Regions from separate parts of the Callithrix jacchus genome. Here region 1 is linked to region 2. A link is a contact called in public Hi-C data. All regions are on one chromosome and are shown on one strand. The core of a region is the stretch at or near the end of the contact, and the rest is flanking DNA. Distances in the headings are between cores, read along the strand shown. Region 1 overlaps PITPNC1 (phosphatidylinositol transfer protein cytoplasmic 1). Region 2 overlaps PITPNC1 (phosphatidylinositol transfer protein cytoplasmic 1).

Region 1 (4,570 bases), core at 677-3,176, 220 kb before region 2:
TCTCTCTATCTTGCCCAGGCTGGTCTTGAACTCTTGGGTTCAAGCTGTCCACCCACCTTGGCCTCCTAAAGTGCTGGGATTACAGGCATGAGCCACTGTACCCGGCCTGCTTTTTAATATTTTGTACAGATGGGATCTTGCTATGTTGCCCAGGCTGGCCTTGAACTCCTGAGCTCAAGTGATGCTCTTGCCTCAGCCTCCAGTGTAGCAGGCATTACAGGTACACGCCACCTCACCTGGCTAATAAATGTTTTTGGAGTGATGCATTGAGTCTATGCAGGTACCCTGTTTCCCCTTAAAGTTTGCCCATGAACTTAACATTCCTCAGTGGACCCTGCCTGGAGCCATTATTACTGTAATATTCTGGTGATTTTCTATTCTCCCATGCCTTCTGCCTTTATTACATGGAATTCTTCCTTAAGGGAGACTTGTCCCTTCTCTATTTATCTCATCATTTATTTATATGAGTATGGACTCACAAGTACTTATTTTATTCTCTGGGCAAGACTTTTTTTTTTTTTTTTTTTTTAGATGGAGTCTGACTCCGTTGCCCAGGCTGGAGTGCTGTGGCACGATCTCGGCTCACTGCAACCTCTGCCTCCTGGGTTCAAGCGATTCTCCTACCTCAGCCTCCCAAGTAGCTGGGACTACAGGCACATGCCACCATGCCCAGCAATTTTTTATTTTTATTTTTATTTTTTTGTATTTTTAGTAGAGAAAGGGTTTCACCATGTTGGCCAGGATGGTCTCGATCTCCTGACCTCATGATCCACCTGCCTCAGCCTTCCAAAGTGCTGGAATTACAGGCATGAGCTACCAAGTCCAGGGCTGAGAGATGTTTTTAAGATGGGAAAATGGCCCATTTTAAGTCAGCCAAACTGTGAGCCAGGTAGCAGGAGGTGTGGGGAGGAGGAGCACAGATGCTGGAGAGGAGTGGACGGTAGATGGAGCAAAGTTCCTAGGAAGGTCAGTGAGAAGGAGATCCAGAGGCGGGGGCCTTGGCAAAAACAAGGGACACCCTGTTCTCACAAATGGATAAGAAGCAAGTTTGGGAGAGTCGATTTCCATGTCAGGAGGGAGAACTTGAAGGAGTTCCCTTTAATTAGCTTTTGTCTTCTCTGTCAAGATGTTTTCTGTGATGACAATGGGAAATTGACTTTTGGAATTTTAATTATCTTGGCCAAAATTCCTGGCCTCTAGAGTAACGTTTCTCAACCTTGGCCCTGCCAACATTCGGAGCGGATAATTCCTTGCCGTGGGAGCCGTCTTGTGCATTGCAGGCTGTTTCACAGTGCCTCTGGCCTCTGCCTTCTAGATGCCCATAGTGCCCTCTCCCGTACCCCCAGCAGTAACCACTTAAATGTTCCCTGGGGAGCGAAATTGCCCCATGCTGAGAACCACTGATCTAAAATTAACACACACAATTCTGGCAATCCACAGGATTCTTCTTATTTTTATTTTTATTTATTTTTTTTTTGTTTGCCTCTGTTGCCAAGGCTGGAGTGCAGTGACATGATCACAACCCACTTCAGCCTTTTGACTTCCAGCTAATTTTTTTTTTTAAGAGATGAGGTCTCACTGTGTTTCCCAGGCTGGTCTCAAACTCCTGGGCTCAAGCAGTCTTTCTACCTCAGCCTCCCAAAGTGTTGTGATTACAGGCATGAGCCACTACACTCAGCCCACGGGATTCTTGACCATTACTTTTGAAAGACTAAGACAGTGGCATTCACCTATAAATTTTCTCCAGAAAGAGCTGAGCTGCTCTAGTGTGAACACTTGACGTTGACGCTGTGGATGAGGGAGAGCCCTGTTTTCTTGGGAATGGCGGATGGTCCTTTTAGCACACAGCCAGATGAATCAAGAGGAAATGGAGTTCTGGTTCGCAGAGGGTCTTTGGTTCTGAATGGGGTTGCTGTGGTTCTAGCCTTCCTCTCGGTGGAGGGGTGTTTTGCTTTCTGTGTGGTTTCCGTGTGGGCCGTGGGAAGTAACTTGGTTGTTATGGCAGTTGGGGACACAGCAGCTCTTCTCATAGGTTAGTTTCTGAAAGCCTGTGTGTTCTAAATCCAACGTGACGCCTGCTGAGCTGGGTACAACCTTGGTTGTTGGTAAAGTTTCATAAAACAGCCTGGTGTGCTGGGGAGTCTTATTCCTTTACAACTCTCATTTGTCCAAAGACGCTTGCACTGGGACCTCATTTTCTTTCACCTTCCCTGTGTTTTTAACAAGACATTGCCATTTTAAACATAGCAAACATGACAGATGAAGGAACAAGGCCAAGGCAGAGGCTGCGACGACCTTGTACGGCCGCTGATGCCATCTGTTGGTGGCTGGCAGAACTGATGCCCTTTGCTGAGAGGGAGGTTTGTTTATTGCACAGAAAGTTGAAAGTTGGCAGCAGAGAACCTTGTTACCACCTGGGAGCGTAGGACTGGCAGGATTAGGGAGGACTGGGAGGGGAGGGAATGAGTGTTCGCTTTGTAGATTCTGCATCAGGAATCAGATGGTGCCAGGAGCCCATAGCTGGAATAATTTGAGGAGGATTTTTCAAAGTTCTGACTGGGACGCCACTGGGACTTCCAATCCATTTCTCACTTGATTGTCAGTTAAGGAATTGGGCCATGGGGAGTTCACAGCAACAGAGCAGTCTCTAAACTAAAAATACCCAGTGTGTCCCATAGAGTTAGCATGCAGTCCTTATTTATGGAATTTGATCACGAGGGACAGTATTAACTCCTCACTCAAAGATGCTAAGACAATATCATGCAAATAACTATTATATTCTATCCTCTTTTAAAGTGCTTTTGAAGACTATAAATTTGTGGCCTAGGCTGTAGGGCAGTGGTACGATCTCAACTCACTGCAGCCTCCATATCCTGGGTTCAAGCAATTCTCCTGCCTCAGCCTCCTGAGCAGCTGGGATTACAGGCAGGTGCCACCATGCCTGGCTAATTTTTGTATTTTTAGTAGAGCTAAGGATTCCCCATGTTGGCCAGGGAGGGGGCAGGGGTCTCGAACTCCTGACCTCAGGTAATCCACCTGCCTCGGCCTTTCAAATTGCTGGGTTTATAGGCATGAGCCACCATGCCCAGCCTAGAGACTGAATTTCTCAGGTCTGTAGGTCTATTTAATATCGAGAGCTGGAATTAGTTCAGCCAGTGGGTTCTCAACTCTGGATGCACATAAGAATCACCTGGGAAACAAAAAATCTTAGTGCTTGGCCTCACTGTCAGATATACAGATTTATTTATTTAATTTTTATTTATTTATTGAATTGTTATTTATTTACTTTAAGAGATGGGTCTCACTAGGTGGCCCAGGCTGGTCTTGAACTTCTGGGCTCAAGCAATCCTCCCACCTCCGCGTCCCAAAGTGCTGGGATGACAGGTGTGAGCCACTGCACCTGGCCAGATACATGGATTTAATGGGGCTGGGCCAGGGCTGGGTGCTGCGCTGTGATACTAACCTGTTGTCTGGGGTTGAAGTGCTGCTGCTCCAGCAGTGGTCCATGGACCAGGGGCATCGGCATCTCCTGGGAGCTTGTTAGAAATGCAGAATCTCAGGCCCCACCCAGGCCCTCTGAATCAGAACCTGCATTGCAACGAGGTTCCCAGATGATTCCCGTGCATGATAAAGTTTGGAAACTCTGGATGTTGCCTTCAAGGTCGTACAGTTCTATCCATTGCTGTCTCTGTGCAGAATGTCTTATTTATTTATGAGACAGGGTCTCTGTCACCCAGGCTGGAGTGTAGTAGCACGATCACAGCTCACTGCAGCCTCTACCTCCTGGGCTCAAGGGACCCTCCTGCCTCAGCCTCCCAAGTACCTGAGACTACAGGTGTGTGCCAACACACCCAGCTCATTTTTTCAATTTTTGTATAAGAGACAAGGTCTTGCTTTGTTGCCCAGGTTGGTCTTGAACTCCTGGCCTCAAGTGATCCTCCCACTTCGGCCCCCTAAAGTACTGGGATTACAGATTACAGGCATGAGCCACCGCACTCGGCCTGTTTGATTTTTACCATTCAGACAGCACTCAAGGCCTATTTTGGGTGACCTCCATCGACAGCACCGAGCTTCCCTCTACCCTGAGGGTACCATGTGTCTCTCAGGTTGAAGCCATGAGAGAATCCAGAACCACTCTCACCCCACAAAAAAAGTCTTGCTCAAGGCCAGCTGAGTGCTCTACAGCCCCCAATCTCTGGCTGTGTCATAGTGTAGTCACCAATCGAGGCTTGTGGGCTGTGTCCCGGTTCTTCCTGTTGAGAGTGACAGCATGTCACTGCTGGCTTCCCGGAGGATGAGAGGTTCAACTTCTTTGGTTCAACCCCTAAGATTCTCTCACGCTACCTGTAGCTCAGAGACTCTGCTTGTATTGGAAAACTGGGAGGCAGTGCCTTTTCCTCTTTTTTCCTTTCTGAAATAGAAGGTACTTGGGAAATGCTGGATTGGAATATTGGAATAAAATGAAGGCTGTGTAGACCTCTGGGCAGCCTTTGGTGTTAGAAACAGGCTTCATCCTGGCTGGACTTGAGTTTTGGTTGAGGAGCTCCTATATAGGCAGCGCTCTTCACCA
Region 2 (4,379 bases), core at 602-3,101:
TCATCATAAAGTTAGGTAAGTCTTTGCTTTTTTAAACCTCTTTGGTTACTGCTAAGCTACCATCTTTCCCTAAAGTCTCCCCATTGAAAGTGTGCCTCTAATAACGGAAGTTGCCAACGTCTTGACCTCTTTCAGATATGACAATGGATGATGTTCGAGAATACGAGAAAAACATGCATGAACAAACCAACATAAAAGTTTGCAATCAGCATTCCTCCCCTGTGGATGACATAGAGAGTCATACCCAAACAAGTGTACGTAGAATTTTTAAAACATGTTGCCCACCCTTTCACAAATGCACATGTAAACTGATCGTGGAAATACAGCAAATCCCTGGTTCCCAACCTTCCACAGAAACATGTTGTCACCCAGAGCCTGTAGCTGCAGAACCTGAGCTGGATCTAAATTGGGCAGTGTCACCTCTCTCTGCCAGACATTTCGATCCTTTAAAGTTGCTTGACGTGGAGGTTATTTCGGTCATAAGACCAAGAACATGGAGAGTGGAAACATTTTTGTGGGACTAGTAAAACGGCCTGCACCATAAAAGAGCAGAGGAGTGAAAACGGATGTCATGTAAACTAGAATAACATGTCAGTAACTTTTAAAAACATAGCTAACACTCACTTATTCATTCCGGGGAGGGCTTCTGGCTCATCGGCTATTTTAGGTTTCTTTACATTTGCTTTGAAAAGCTTTCTGTGGCTCTTTATAGCTGTTTTACCCAATCAGTTCCTTTTTACTTAGGATAATCTCAAGATGGGCTGCAGTCTGTGCAGACACACAGGCTGAGCAGCGAAGGGGTGTGAGCTGGGGATGTGCTGAGCTGATCCTTGGGACTTAGGATAAGCCTCAGAGACCCTCAGTTATTTCATTGCACCCTGGAAATTGTGAGCTGACTGTATCTTGTATGCCAGCATTTTAAGTATCGTAATCTCTCAATCATTCATGCTAATGAAAGAGAGATAGAGATAACAAAGAAAAGTGTAATCAGCAAATCATTTCTTTGCATCAAATCATTTCTCTTCATTGAGCTGTGGTCTCTGGGTTCTACCTTGAGTCCTCATGTCCATTAGCCCAGTCTCCAGAATAATACATAGTAGGTATTTAAAAAAAAAAAAATCAGTGCTGTAATTCTAGGAAATTTAGACGTGGCTGTTGTCATAAATGGATCTTCAGAATTGTGGAGACCTTCTGATTGCATTTTGGAGATTTCTAGTGACATTTTTAGAGCATGTCTTTGGAATGTGCCCTGCAAGGCTCATGCACTGCAGTTGGTTGCATGTGATTTGCCCTTGAGGTTTCGAGGGCCCTAACTCTCCCCCCTTTTTGCATGCAGTAATTGGATTTGCAGGAACCTGTTAGAACAAGAGGTGTTTCCTGTTTATGCACAGACCAATTCCAGTAGGACTTCCCCCTAGACGTTCTCTTTAAGGAAACTCTCCTTGAATTTCGATCACTTTCAATTACCTTTTCTTTTAGAAATGTTGGACCCCCTCGACCAACAGAAATGTTCCCCCTCGACCTCTCTGAAAGCTGTTCACTATAAATATGACCAGACAAACAAAGGAAGCCACAGGAAAAGAGGGGACGCCAGATGTCTCAAGCCTTATCTAAGTCCTGAAGGCCCACAGCTTAAGGCCCTTTGCTTGGCTTTCTTTCAGTTTTACTGTGATTATGACTTCGAATTAAAGTCCACTTACTATATGGAAGGTGATAACGCAGGATGGTTCTCCCCCTGGGAAAGCCCATGTAATACCTGGCCGCACCTCAGCGCTGTTGCCGTGACTTTAGGGTGAAAGATGCCTGCCTCCTGAGAAGTCACACAAAGTGGTTATTTTGAATGCTATGACACTTCCATTATCCTTTGGAATTCCGTTAAATTGGAGCTCATTTAGTTTGCCGTAGTCTTTCTTCTGTATCATAATGAAAAACAGTGAAAGTCAGGAGGTGGTTGTTTGTCACAAATAAAAACGGCATGGGTGCTAAATGGATTTTAGATCATCAACCCGTGCAGGGACAAATTAGATTGAAATTAGGCAAAATTAACATCCATGAACACAGCAGTAAGGAAATAAGTCTCCTTTTCAATTGAGCAGGTTCAACGCCTTCAAGGAAGGGAACTTCTAAGAGCCTCTGGCAGTGAAAATCAAAATTCTGTGCTTTAGATTATTTCTGCCCCCTGCTGGCTATGTGGAGTAGAACAATGTATTCAGCCACTTGATTAAGAAAGTCTGCCTTTTCTTTCTTCCTTTTCTTTTTCTTTTTTTGAGACGGAGTTTCGCTCTTGTTACCCAGGCTGGAGTGCAATGGCGCGATCTCAGCTCACCGCAACCTCCGCCTCCTGGGTTCAGGCAATTCTCCTGCCTCAGCTTCCTGAGTAGCTGGGATTACAGGCACGCGCCACCATGCCCAGCTAATTTTTTGTATTTTTAGTAGAGAGAGGGTTTCACCATTTTGACCAGGATTGTCTCGATCTCTTGACCTCGTGATTCACCCGCCTCGGCCTCCCAAAGTGCTGGGATTACAGGCTTGAGACACCGCGCCCGGCCGAAAGTCTGCCTTTTCAAAGATAATATCCATTTATCAGAGCAAAAACAGCATACTCTGATTCACTAAAATTTTTCTCGGTCTCAACTTTACTGTTAAATAAATGCCTCTTTTATATAATCTTAATGTCACTTCTTAGTTCATTTAATAGTCTTCATGTTTTTAAAAATTGGTAACTTTACAGGTATGATTTTTCTTGATGTATTCTGAATTTTATATTTTATTCACACAGTCATACTGATTTATTTCCTTTGTAAAAACTTTCTCTTTCAAAAAATTTAATAGTTCTCCCCAGGAAATCCTCTTACGGATTTCATTTTGTGAAAAATACTCTGGTTTGCTCAGATGTTATAAGACCTAGGGATTAGGCCGGGCGCGGTGGCTCATGCCTGTGATCCCAGCACTCTGAGAGACTGAGGCCAGCAGATTACCTGAGGTCAGGAGCTTGAGACCAGCCTGGCCAACATGGTGAAACCCCATCCCTACTAATAATAGAAAAATTAGCCAGCCGTGGTGGCAGACGCCTGTAATTCCAGCTACTCAGGAAGCTGAGGCAGGAGAATCGCTTGAACCCGGGAGGCAGAGTTGCAGTGGGCTGAGATCACACCATTGCACCCCAGCCTGAGCAACAAGAGCAAAACTCTGTTTCAAAAAAAAAAAGGGCTAAGGATTAATACTGTTAGGACTATTCATTACATACTCAGTATTTCCAAAGTGGCTATATTGTTTCATGCTGGTTATCCATGCAGTATTATCATTATAATGAAGTTTCAACTGCTAAGTACATGGCAGTGGGCAAGAAAGAGTGAAAAATGGGTCTCTGGGAGGCCAAAATAGGCATAGAAAATCTACGGGCAGTAGACTTCACATTTTTCTCAAGGATAAGCCTTGAACCTTGACTGAGTCTTTAATAAGCCCAGTTACCTGTTTTCCCTGTTCCCAGCAAATAAAAATGGCAAAGGATATCAAGGATAGCCAGAGTAACAAAAATTAATTATAATAGTGATAATAGAGTTCCTGAGTGTGAGAGAAGAGCTCTCAAGCCATAAAGAACAGGTGGGGCGCGGTGGCTCAAGCCTGTAATCCCAGAACTTTGGGAGGCTGAGACGGGTGGATCACAAGGTCAAGAGATCGAGACCATCCTGGTCAACATGGTGAAACCCCGTCACAACTAAAAATACAAAACATTAGTTGGGCATGGTGGCGTGTGCCTGTAATCCCAGCTACTCAGGAAGCTGAGGCAGGAGAATTGCCTGAACCCAGGAGGCGGAGGTTGCGGTGAGCCGAGATCGCGCCATTGCACTCCAGCCTGGGTAACAAGAGTGAAACTCCGTCTCAAAAAAAAAAGCCATAAAGAGCAAATAAACCCTGAGGAAGAACTAAGGAACTGTATTTTTGCACAGTGATATATTTTCAACATATTATATCTCAGATGTAAGTATATATAATACATTAAACACATTAGGAAAAGATTTACATTTTTTAAATACTGTTTTTACTTTCTCACTTAATAAGAACATTTCAGGTATTGGGAAAACCTACATTATCCCACAATGATTATTAACAGTGGTCCTCACTATTAAATCATCCTCTCTTTTCAGTCTCTATTCTTTTTAAGTTTCCTTAAGAAATGGTTTTATTTTCTCAACTTTGGAATGATTAGCAGGATGTGGTGATATTGTTGATTTATGTGTTTTTTTAAAGCTGAATTTATTAAAACACAACCTCTGAACCTTCTTAGGATCGATACACAGTCAGGAAAACAGAAACAATAGCATCTCTGTGGCCCCTCAGAATAAAAACATATATGTATTGATTAAGAAGATAGCATG

The links. Hi-C and Micro-C count contacts between places; a contact is called where the count stands out from the background.
Region 1: a Hi-C map of skeletal muscle shows a contact between it and region 2, with 3 times the contacts expected there. The contact joins two enhancer-like sites. A contact is called at or near these places in 2 of 3 Hi-C or Micro-C datasets (both in skeletal muscle).

What each region holds. Positions count from the first base shown.
Region 1 is chr5:90,787,222-90,791,791 of calJac240_pri, reverse strand. All of the region lies in intron 1 of PITPNC1 (phosphatidylinositol transfer protein cytoplasmic 1), which reads left to right. Among named protein-coding and RNA genes, the nearest start is that of PITPNC1, 89 kb to the left of the region's middle. Within about 2 kb of position 1,926, at least 7 of the 16 cell types and tissues checked have an H3K27ac peak or open chromatin away from gene starts, as enhancers often do. A contact at or near this core is called in skeletal muscle, where this site is marked.
Region 2 is chr5:90,571,858-90,576,236 of calJac240_pri, reverse strand. All of the region lies in intron 8 of PITPNC1 (phosphatidylinositol transfer protein cytoplasmic 1), which reads left to right. Among named protein-coding and RNA genes, the nearest start is that of NOL11, 24 kb to the right of the region's middle. Within about 2 kb of position 1,851, at least 7 of the 16 cell types and tissues checked have an H3K27ac peak or open chromatin away from gene starts, as enhancers often do. A contact at or near this core is called in skeletal muscle, where this site is marked.